Linked DNA regions of Mus musculus: region 2 is linked to region 1. A link is a contact called in public HiChIP or PLAC-seq data. All regions are on one chromosome and are shown on one strand. Each heading gives the region's core, a stretch centred on a gene start, on an enhancer-like site or on the middle of the called end of the contact. The rest is flanking DNA. Distances are from core to core; before and after follow the strand shown. Region 1 has its middle 10 kb from the start of Gm11775. Region 2 has its middle 18 kb from the start of Tex19.2.

What was found. HiChIP or PLAC-seq counts read pairs in DNA pulled down with a chosen protein or histone mark.
Region 2: a CTCF HiChIP or PLAC-seq map of CD8 T cells shows a contact between it and region 1, with 5 read pairs. The contact joins two enhancer-like sites. A contact is called at or near these places in 7 of 39 promoter capture datasets (3T3-L1-derived adipocytes, the C10 cell line, the HPC-7 cell line and 4 more), 1 of 15 datasets of contacts at CTCF or cohesin (CD8 T cells), 1 of 484 Hi-C or Micro-C datasets (CD4 T cells) and 2 of 9 other capture datasets (adipose tissue and pancreatic islet).

Annotation. Positions count from the first base shown.
Region 1 is chr11:121,025,433-121,029,627 of GRCm38.p6, reverse strand. No RefSeq gene overlaps it. Among named protein-coding and RNA genes, the nearest start is that of Gm11775, 10 kb to the left of the region's middle. Within about 2 kb of position 2,082, at least 13 of the 459 cell types and tissues checked have an H3K27ac peak or open chromatin away from gene starts, as enhancers often do. A contact at or near this core is called in CD8 T cells, where this site is marked.
Region 2 is chr11:121,098,981-121,103,175 of GRCm38.p6, reverse strand. No RefSeq gene overlaps it. Among named protein-coding and RNA genes, the nearest start is that of Tex19.2, 18 kb to the left of the region's middle. Within about 2 kb of position 2,400, at least 22 of the 459 cell types and tissues checked have an H3K27ac peak or open chromatin away from gene starts, as enhancers often do. A contact at or near this core is called in CD8 T cells, where this site is marked.

The DNA of each region.
Region 1 (4,195 bases), core at 833-3,332:
AGAAGAAGAAGAAGAAGAAGACCCCAGCAAATAATGGTAAGCATATGAGGAAAGATACTCACTGTTGGGAGTATGAACTAGTGGAGCCACTGTTAGGGCTTCTCAAAAAAGAACCAAAAGCTAAAAACTTTAGGGGCTGAGAGATAGTTCGGTGGTTTAGTGTGGAACAATGGACCATGCCAGGAAACTCGGTAAGGTAGAGCTGGTCTGAGAACTCAGGTCCTGAGACAGTAGACGCCTGCCTGCTCCCTGCTAGATTCCTGGTGTGGAACTCGTGCTCACGTTGGTCACAGAACACAGATCTCCATGGTAATGAGGTACCTAGAGGCCTGAGGGTTTAGCCAATAAGCTTCCCTTCCCAGGCATTCCTTCCCACGAAAGGTATTTAAATATCTGGTCTGCCCAGAGAAGTTGATATGCATTTATTTTCCAGGATAAAGAGTCAATAAATGGTATGGATAAACATGGACTGTCTCTTCCATGGAAACCGCCTAGACTCCATTCTCAGGCTGCTTATGGCCCCCCGACTCCGTTCTCAACTCCTCTCAAATCAGCGATGCCTGGATGTCCAAGAGTTAGGGAGCCTGGGTCCTGGCCTTGTCACAGGCCAGTGGATCCCTGACACTTCGTTCCTGACTTCTCTGTGTGGCACCCCAGGGGTGACTGGGTGTCCAGGAGTCAGAGAACCCCAGCTCCAGCCCCCCACATCTTGGACTGCACTTTCCCACCCTGGGAGTGGTGTCTCCGCACTTCCCTAAAGCCCAGCACCCAACAGCAGCAGCATGATATAAGCCCAGTCAAGCTTCCCACGTTTCGCCTGCCCAGCAAGCAGGATGTGCCCAGCACCCCAGCAGCAGAGCAGAACTCGGAACCCACAGCTTATTTCTAAATAAGCATTTGCCACCTTTAAAAAAAAAAAAAAGACTTATTTTATTTATATGAGTACACTGTAGCTGTCTTCAGACACACCAGAAGAGGGCATCAGATCCCATTACAGATGGTTGTGAGCCACCATGTGGTTGCTGGGAATTGAACTCAGGACCTCTGCAAGAGCAGTCAGTGCTCTTAACCGCGGAGCTATCTCTCCAGCTCGGAGAGTACTCTCTTAAGTGATGAAATCCAGGCTAAAAAGGAATGCCACATCTTTGTCCTCATTTGCAAACCCTAGTTTCTAATTCTTATATTTGTATATTTGTGTGGGTAGAGACTACGACACTAGAAAGGATCCAGTAGAGCCAAGGCAGAGGGTTTGAAAGGAGAGGGTTGGGTTAATGAGACACGTAAAATCAGAAAGTGGAGGGGTGAATACTGGCAGTGGAAGGGTACAGTGTGGGTAGGCCTGGAGGATGGTAGGAAACATGGGAGAATCGACCAAAAATAAGAGGAGTGTGGAAATGCCATATGGGAACATGTTACTTTGTATGTGGTTTTAAAAAATTAAAAAATTCAGGATGGAGAGATGGCTCCATGGTTAAGAGCACCAATTGCTCTTCCAGAAGTCCTGAGTTCAATTCTTAGCAACCACACGTGGCTCACAACCATCTGTAATAAGATCTGATGCACTCTTTTGGTGTGTGTCTGAAGACAGCTACAGTGTACTCATTTAATTGAAAATAAATAAATAAATAATATTTACAAATAAAAAATTCAATGATATAAGCACTATGCAAACATGTGATCTGAAAACGTAAAATTCATGCGGGTGAGGACGCTGTGACCACAGACAGAAACAGATAGATCCATAGTTTTAAGCAGAGATTTCACAGAGCGGCATGAGGTGGAAAGAGTCAACTCTGTACACATGTAGCCAAGGATGGCCGAGAAGGCCTCAATCTCCTGCTTCAGCCTCCAAAGTGCTAGGATTAAAGTGTTCTCCACCACGCCTGGCTTTGGGGAGATTTTTAAGCCCCACTGCAGATCCAATTCACAGAAGCAGTCATAGAGGGATTCCACATTCATACCAACACTACCACCCGATTGTGTGAAGTTGCATTTTAATCATAAGCCACATCAGGCCCTGATCTGTGAGAGGCAGGATGACGTCTACAAGCTCAGCAGCCTTTATGCGCAGCTCATGAACTTGCAGAAAGTGCCAGAGCTCTTTGCTGTAAGCAGGCCCAAAGGAAAGTGCACTTGAACTCAGACCAGTCGAGAGAGACTATCTTGGTTTTCTTACAAGGGAAAAAACAAGAAACCACAAAGCAAGAGAGTGGCCATGATAAGACAAGTGACAGCTCCGGTCCTAACCTCTGAGGACATGAGGCCTGTACTCTATCTTTGAAGTTCAGCCTGGTCTCTGGACCCAACCTGAAGGTTGTGTGCCAAAACCTAGATGCGCTCCACCCAGGAAGGACTCGGGGAACCACTAGCCATTCTCCCACCTGGACTGCAGGTTCCCCCCCAGCTCAGGACACAGGACCCTGGGAGTATGCCTTGGAGGGAAACTTCCCCAGATCCATCCTAGACTCTTCCTTCTGGTGCTCACGAGGTCCCTCTCTGTGCGAGCCCATCCCCTGCTTGCTTCCCAGCCTACCTAGCAGTCTGTGGTCTTGAAACAGCTGCTGTTCCAGGTGGCCCAGAGATCCGTGCAGAAACCCTAGAAAGTTAGAGTATCCGGGTATTAAAAAGGAGAATGAGCCATACCTGGTGACACAGACCTGCCATTGCAGATATTCAGAAGGCTGATGCAGGAGGATCAGAAGTTCAAGGCTAATGTGGTCTACAGTGTAAGTACAAGCCTGGCAACTTGGTGAGCCTGAGGGCTGAGGTTATAGCTCAGTGGTAGAGCTTGCCTAGAGTGAGTGAGGCCCTACAATGAATGAATGAATGAATGAATGAATGAACTGGTTCAGTGGGTGAAAGCACTTACCACCAAGCCAGCCTGAAACTCTAAATTCAATCCCAGGCCCCACATAGTGGAAGGAGAAGAAAGACTTCATAAATTTTCTTCTGACCTCCACACATGCATGGTGGCACACACACGTGCACGCACGCACACACACCTGCATGCACGTACACACACAGGCTTTCATTTTTCATGATGCAGTTGGTATTCTCATCTGTAACCACACTGCCTCCCAGATGCTGAGATTACAAGTGTGCGCCACTAAAACCTGCTGAAAATTATTTTTAATTGTACCATCAAAGACAGTTTGCATATCTTCACCAATTCAGCAAATGTCAAGGTCTGTCTACAAACCGGGCTCGTGCTGCACTGGCCCTGCAGAGGCTCACCTTCAGGCTACCGGTAAAGAGTAGAACACCTAGAACACCTAGGCATGAGGTAATTCAGCTGGAGAAGCTGCAACACGCACAGACTGAGAAATTGCACCAAGAAAATAAACACAGAATCACAGATATAAAACGGTATCATCTGATGAGGTAGAACATACCTGCAATCCAACACTTGGGAGGTAGAGGCAGAGGGGTTAGGAGTTCAAGGCCATCTGCAGCCACATAGTGGATTCAAGACTAGCCTGGGCTACTTATTTAGGATCAAAAGAAAATTATGAGAATGTTTACGTAACTGTTTTTATGCATACAGATTCATGTGTGTGCCAGTACTTATGGGAACCAAAGGTCAACCTTGGGTGTCTAACCTCAGGCCCTGTCTCACTGGGTCTTTGAAGTGAGTGCTCTCACTAGCCTGAGGCTGACTAGTTAGGCTAGGCTGTCTGCCCACTTGAGTTCTAGATACCTGCTGTTTCTGCCTTTCTACTGCCACCATGCTACCACTATTTTTTGGTGGTGGGCAGGGGAGTTGAGACAGAGTTTCTCTGTGTAGCCTGGCTGACCTGGAACTCACTCTGTAGACCAGGCTGGCCTTGAACTCACAGAGATCTGCCTGCCTCTGCCTCCCAAGTGCTGGGATTAAAGAAAGGTGTTTGCCATCACCACCACCTGGCTTCATACCTGGATTTTTATGTGGGTTCTGGGAACAAAATTCAGGTCCTTGTGATTGCAAATCAATACTTTGCCAACTGAACTATCTCTCCAGCCCCATTTTGTTGGTTCACTGACTGGCTGGTTGGTTGGTTGTTTATTGAGAGAGGGTTTCTCTGTGTAGCTCTGACTGTCTAGGAACTTGCTATGTAAACCAGGCAGGCCTTGAACTCACAGAGATCCACCTGACTCTGCCTCCTGTGTACTGGGACTAAAGGCATGTGCCACCATGCCAGCCCCCTAGTCAATTTTT
Region 2 (4,195 bases), core at 1,151-3,650, 73 kb before region 1:
ACCTTACGAATGACTATGCCACTGAAGAAAATTGCCTTCCCTATTACTCACTAGTTGTCAATGGCTCAGTCCTTCCCCATTTATAATGGGGTGTTGGTCCCATTTTATGTAGGACTTTTATAGATAGTCACAGCTGCTGAGTTCATGGGTACAGCAGTCATCATGCCGAAAACAGGATGGCATGACTGCACTCCTCCCCCTCCTCTGGCTCTTACATTCTTTCTTCCCCCTCATCTACAATGGTTCTCTGAGCCTCTGAGGAGGCCAGACTGATGCCCTGTTTAGGACAGAGCACACAGAGGTCACTCATCCCCAGCACTCTGGCCTGTTGTGGATCTCTGCAGTAACTTGCCGATGCAATGAGAAACTGCTCTGACCACGCCTGAAAGCAACACAAACCTATGGGCGTAAACATCAGTATTTTAAAGGCAATTAGATACCATGTCTATGTAACAAGACAACAGTAGTAGTTTCCTCCATAGAATTTATGGCCTCCCTTACCATGGAATTTTGACCAGGTTTATAGTACTAGTTGTGAATTCCCTCCTGTGGAATGTATCTCAGATCCAACCAGGAAGTAAATGGTGACCGCCACAACAGCCATGCCATTATTGTATCACTGGGTATAGCTTAACTAGCAAGGTGGTGCTGTAGCTCAAAAGGTATATTACATAAAACTGCTGCTGATTTCTCTCCCCTAGCAGCCTGCATAGCACACCCAGCTCTGTGAAAGCCAGTGCGGAAGAAGCTTCTAGATGGGTAACAGATGGATTTTTTTTAAATGTCCTACAAACAAAATATGTTGTGTCTTTAACATCTTGTTCTGTTGCTGGGTAGTGGTGGTGGCGCATGCCTTTAAATCCAGCACTTGGGAGGCAGAGGCAGGCTTATCTCTGAGTCTGAGGCCAGCCTGGTCTACAGAGTGAGTTCCAGGACAGCCAGAACTACACACAGAGAAACCTTGTCTCAGAATACAAAACAAAAAAACCAATCAACCAAACAAAACCATCCTGTTCAACCAAGAGCAATGGCAGTAGACTATTGTTTGGGGAAAACTCTGGGAAATCTCTGATCAACAGCTCAGGTGAAGGTATCCAACACCTAAAATCATCTTGGAGGAGTGTTGGGATTGCTGGGAATTGAACCTAGGATCTCATGTATGCTAGGTAAGCAGTGAGCTACATCCCCAGCAGTACACCAGAATTCTAGACCTACACTGAAGAAAAGAATTTCAGGACTAGCCAATATACAGCCAAGTTAGCAAGCTTACAGGTTAGGAGGAAAGACAGACCCGCTGAGCGTAGTAACATGCCAAGAATCCCATCACTAGGAAGCTGAGGTCAGATGACTGCTCTGTGTTCAAGCCCAGCCTGGACTACAGAGAGAGTTTCAGGCTCTTCTGAGCTACAGTGTGAGAAAACCACAAAATGTTCCCTTGACCAGTCCCAAAGCTAGAACTATCCTGGTTTCGTTTATGCTTTGATCCCTGGACAATTAACCATTGCCCTGATAAGCTTCTGACCCAGTGTGAATGTGTGTGCTGGGCAATAATGCCTGTTCTGTCCAGGGTACGGCCAAAGGGCACCAGACCTGGTCCTTCCCTCTGCACTCCTCAATGGCCTCCCTAAGGCTCTATCCAGTCCTGCTTGCCTACTGTTAGCAGGAAGTTCTGGGCAGTGATTCTTAGTGGCAGCCCTCACCCAGGGCCAGTTCCAGGGCCTGCACTAACATAGATCAGTGCAGAATTTCCTCTGATTTATCATTTTTAGAGAAGACGGATGTATTCAGTTATATCCCAGGGGCTGCCAAAACCAGTTTATTGCTTTAGATATCACACCAATCTCCAGACCTTTCTTCCTGATAAGGGGAAGCCTGCCGCATGGCCACAGTGTCCCTGGAACACTTGCACACATACACATTCTCTTTCTGATAATCCACATGACTTCATGAGCACACACAATGACTTGCTTATGCAAAATCCATACCCTTTGATTGTACAATGCACACTGGCATACATACACACCAAGATGTACAAAGGCCCAGGAGCTTATGAGAAACAATCACCTCCCTCATAGCTTCAGCCAAAAGGCTGGAATCCTAGCACACACAGCCCTAATGGACAGTAACCCCGACCTACCAGGCAGAGCTGGCTCCTCCATTGGTGACTAGAACATAGCACAAGCCCTGGAGTGCCCTGTTACTGCCCACCCCCAACCCCCGTGCCCCAACCCCAGAACCGCTGGCCCTTTACTTCCTGCCTGCTCTCCTCTCTGGCTGATAATTTACTTCTTGACCTCAAATGTGAGATGAAAGCTGCAACCCACGCAAGTTCCAAAGTGTCTTTTGATCTTTGCCTCTGTGCTATCTCATGAGAAAGAATTATAGAACCACTTTTATTGTTGTTTGTTGGCTCATGTGCACACGGAACACACGAATACAAAGACGGCTAAAGGCAAGCTTGAGTACCACTCCTCAGGAGCCACCAGCCTTTTTATTGTTGTTGTTTAAAGTGTGTGTGTGTGTGTGTGTGTGTGTGTGTGTGTGTGAAGTTAATGTTTGGTGTTTGCCTCAAACACTGGCCACATTATTTACTGAGGCAATTTTTTGTTGTTGTTTTGTTTGTTTTGTTTTGTGTTTTAACATATCTAGAACTCACCAATTTAACTCTTAGCTAGCCAGTTTGCCTCAGGGATCCCATTTAACATTGTGATTACAGACGGGCTTCCCAGATATTTGAGAAGTATCCAAACCCTAGACCTCACAGGGGAGTGACCTGAGGAGGGGCAGAGGAGAGACAGGGGAGAGAGGGGATCAGGGACAGCTGCCAGGAGGCCCAAAAGTATAAAGAGAGCGGGTAACCAAAGTGGTTGGATTATATAGGGGAAAGCAGCCCAGTGCTCTGGGCTAGAGAGTTCAGGGTAGTGGATAGGATGTACCAACCATTCGCTGTAACAGGTAAGGAGCGGGGATGCAGGGAGAACCTGGTGGCCAGTGTCCACTTTGATAAGTTAAATCAGTACCTCAGCCCTTTGTCCCAGGTTTGAAACCTAACACTGGGATTCCTCCTGGACTGCTAGCTGGAGCTCTCTACCCTTGGTTATCACAGGGTTACTGATCACATCGAACAGCCTCCACCACTTTTGGGCTACACGTGGCTCTCTATAGACATTGCCCTCACCCCCGCCCACACCTCCTCAGGCAGAGTGCATGCTGGCAGCCTGGGATGCCCTGCACACGGACCTGTGGGGAACTTGTCAGTATACGGCAGCTCCTTGGCCCAACTCCCGAGCAGGCTGGCTCAGACCTGTCAACAGGGAGCTAACTGGTAAATGGTACCCTCCCCAGATGACCCCGGACCTCCTGTGGCCTGTATATCAGGTCTTTTGGACAGAGCCAACCCCAATGTTCTCCACTCCTAATGTTTAAGGGCGAGGGCTGCAGACATCCGTCAGCCCAACCCTGGTTCCCAGAAAGGCTCAGCAGCTCTTTGAAAGTGGGGGACAAATGCAGGTCGTGGAATGGGACCCTTGGGACATAGGTGGATAGAGGAATCTATCTGGTAATGGGATTGGCCCAGCCCTTCTAGGAAAAGAACTCTGAGCTGGGCTTACACAGAAGCTGCAAGGAAATGGCAGGCTATTAACAACAGTTCCTGAAAAGAAAGAACGGGAACTTGTCTGGTCACCACCCACACCCTGGTGGGCACCTTGCTCTTCCTACGTGCCTGAGCTCTCTCCCCAGTGGGACTGCTTGAGGGACCTTTTGTCCATGGCCCATCTCCAATCGTATGGGCCTCCAAACAGAATGACCTCTGCCCCAGTCCAGTAGACTCAGTACTCAGGAGGAGCGTGAGAGGCGACAGGTCATTCTTACTTCAGACCCTCCATCCAGCATAACATTAAGGTGAGATATCTAAGCAGTTGTCAAGCACTGTGCAAAGATGGGGGTGGGGAGATTCAGGGAGGTCTTCTTTTTTGTTTGTTTGTTTGTTTTTTTGTTTTGTTTTGTTTTGTTTGTTTTTTTGTTTTGTTTTTGTTTTTTCGAGACAGGGTTTCTCTGTGTAGCCCTGGCTGTCCTGGAACTCACTCTGTAGACCAGGCTGGTCTCAAACTCAAAAATCTGCCTGCCTCTGCCTCCCAAGTGCTGGGATTAAAGGCATGCACCACCACTGCCTGGCTTGGAGGTCTTCATCTTC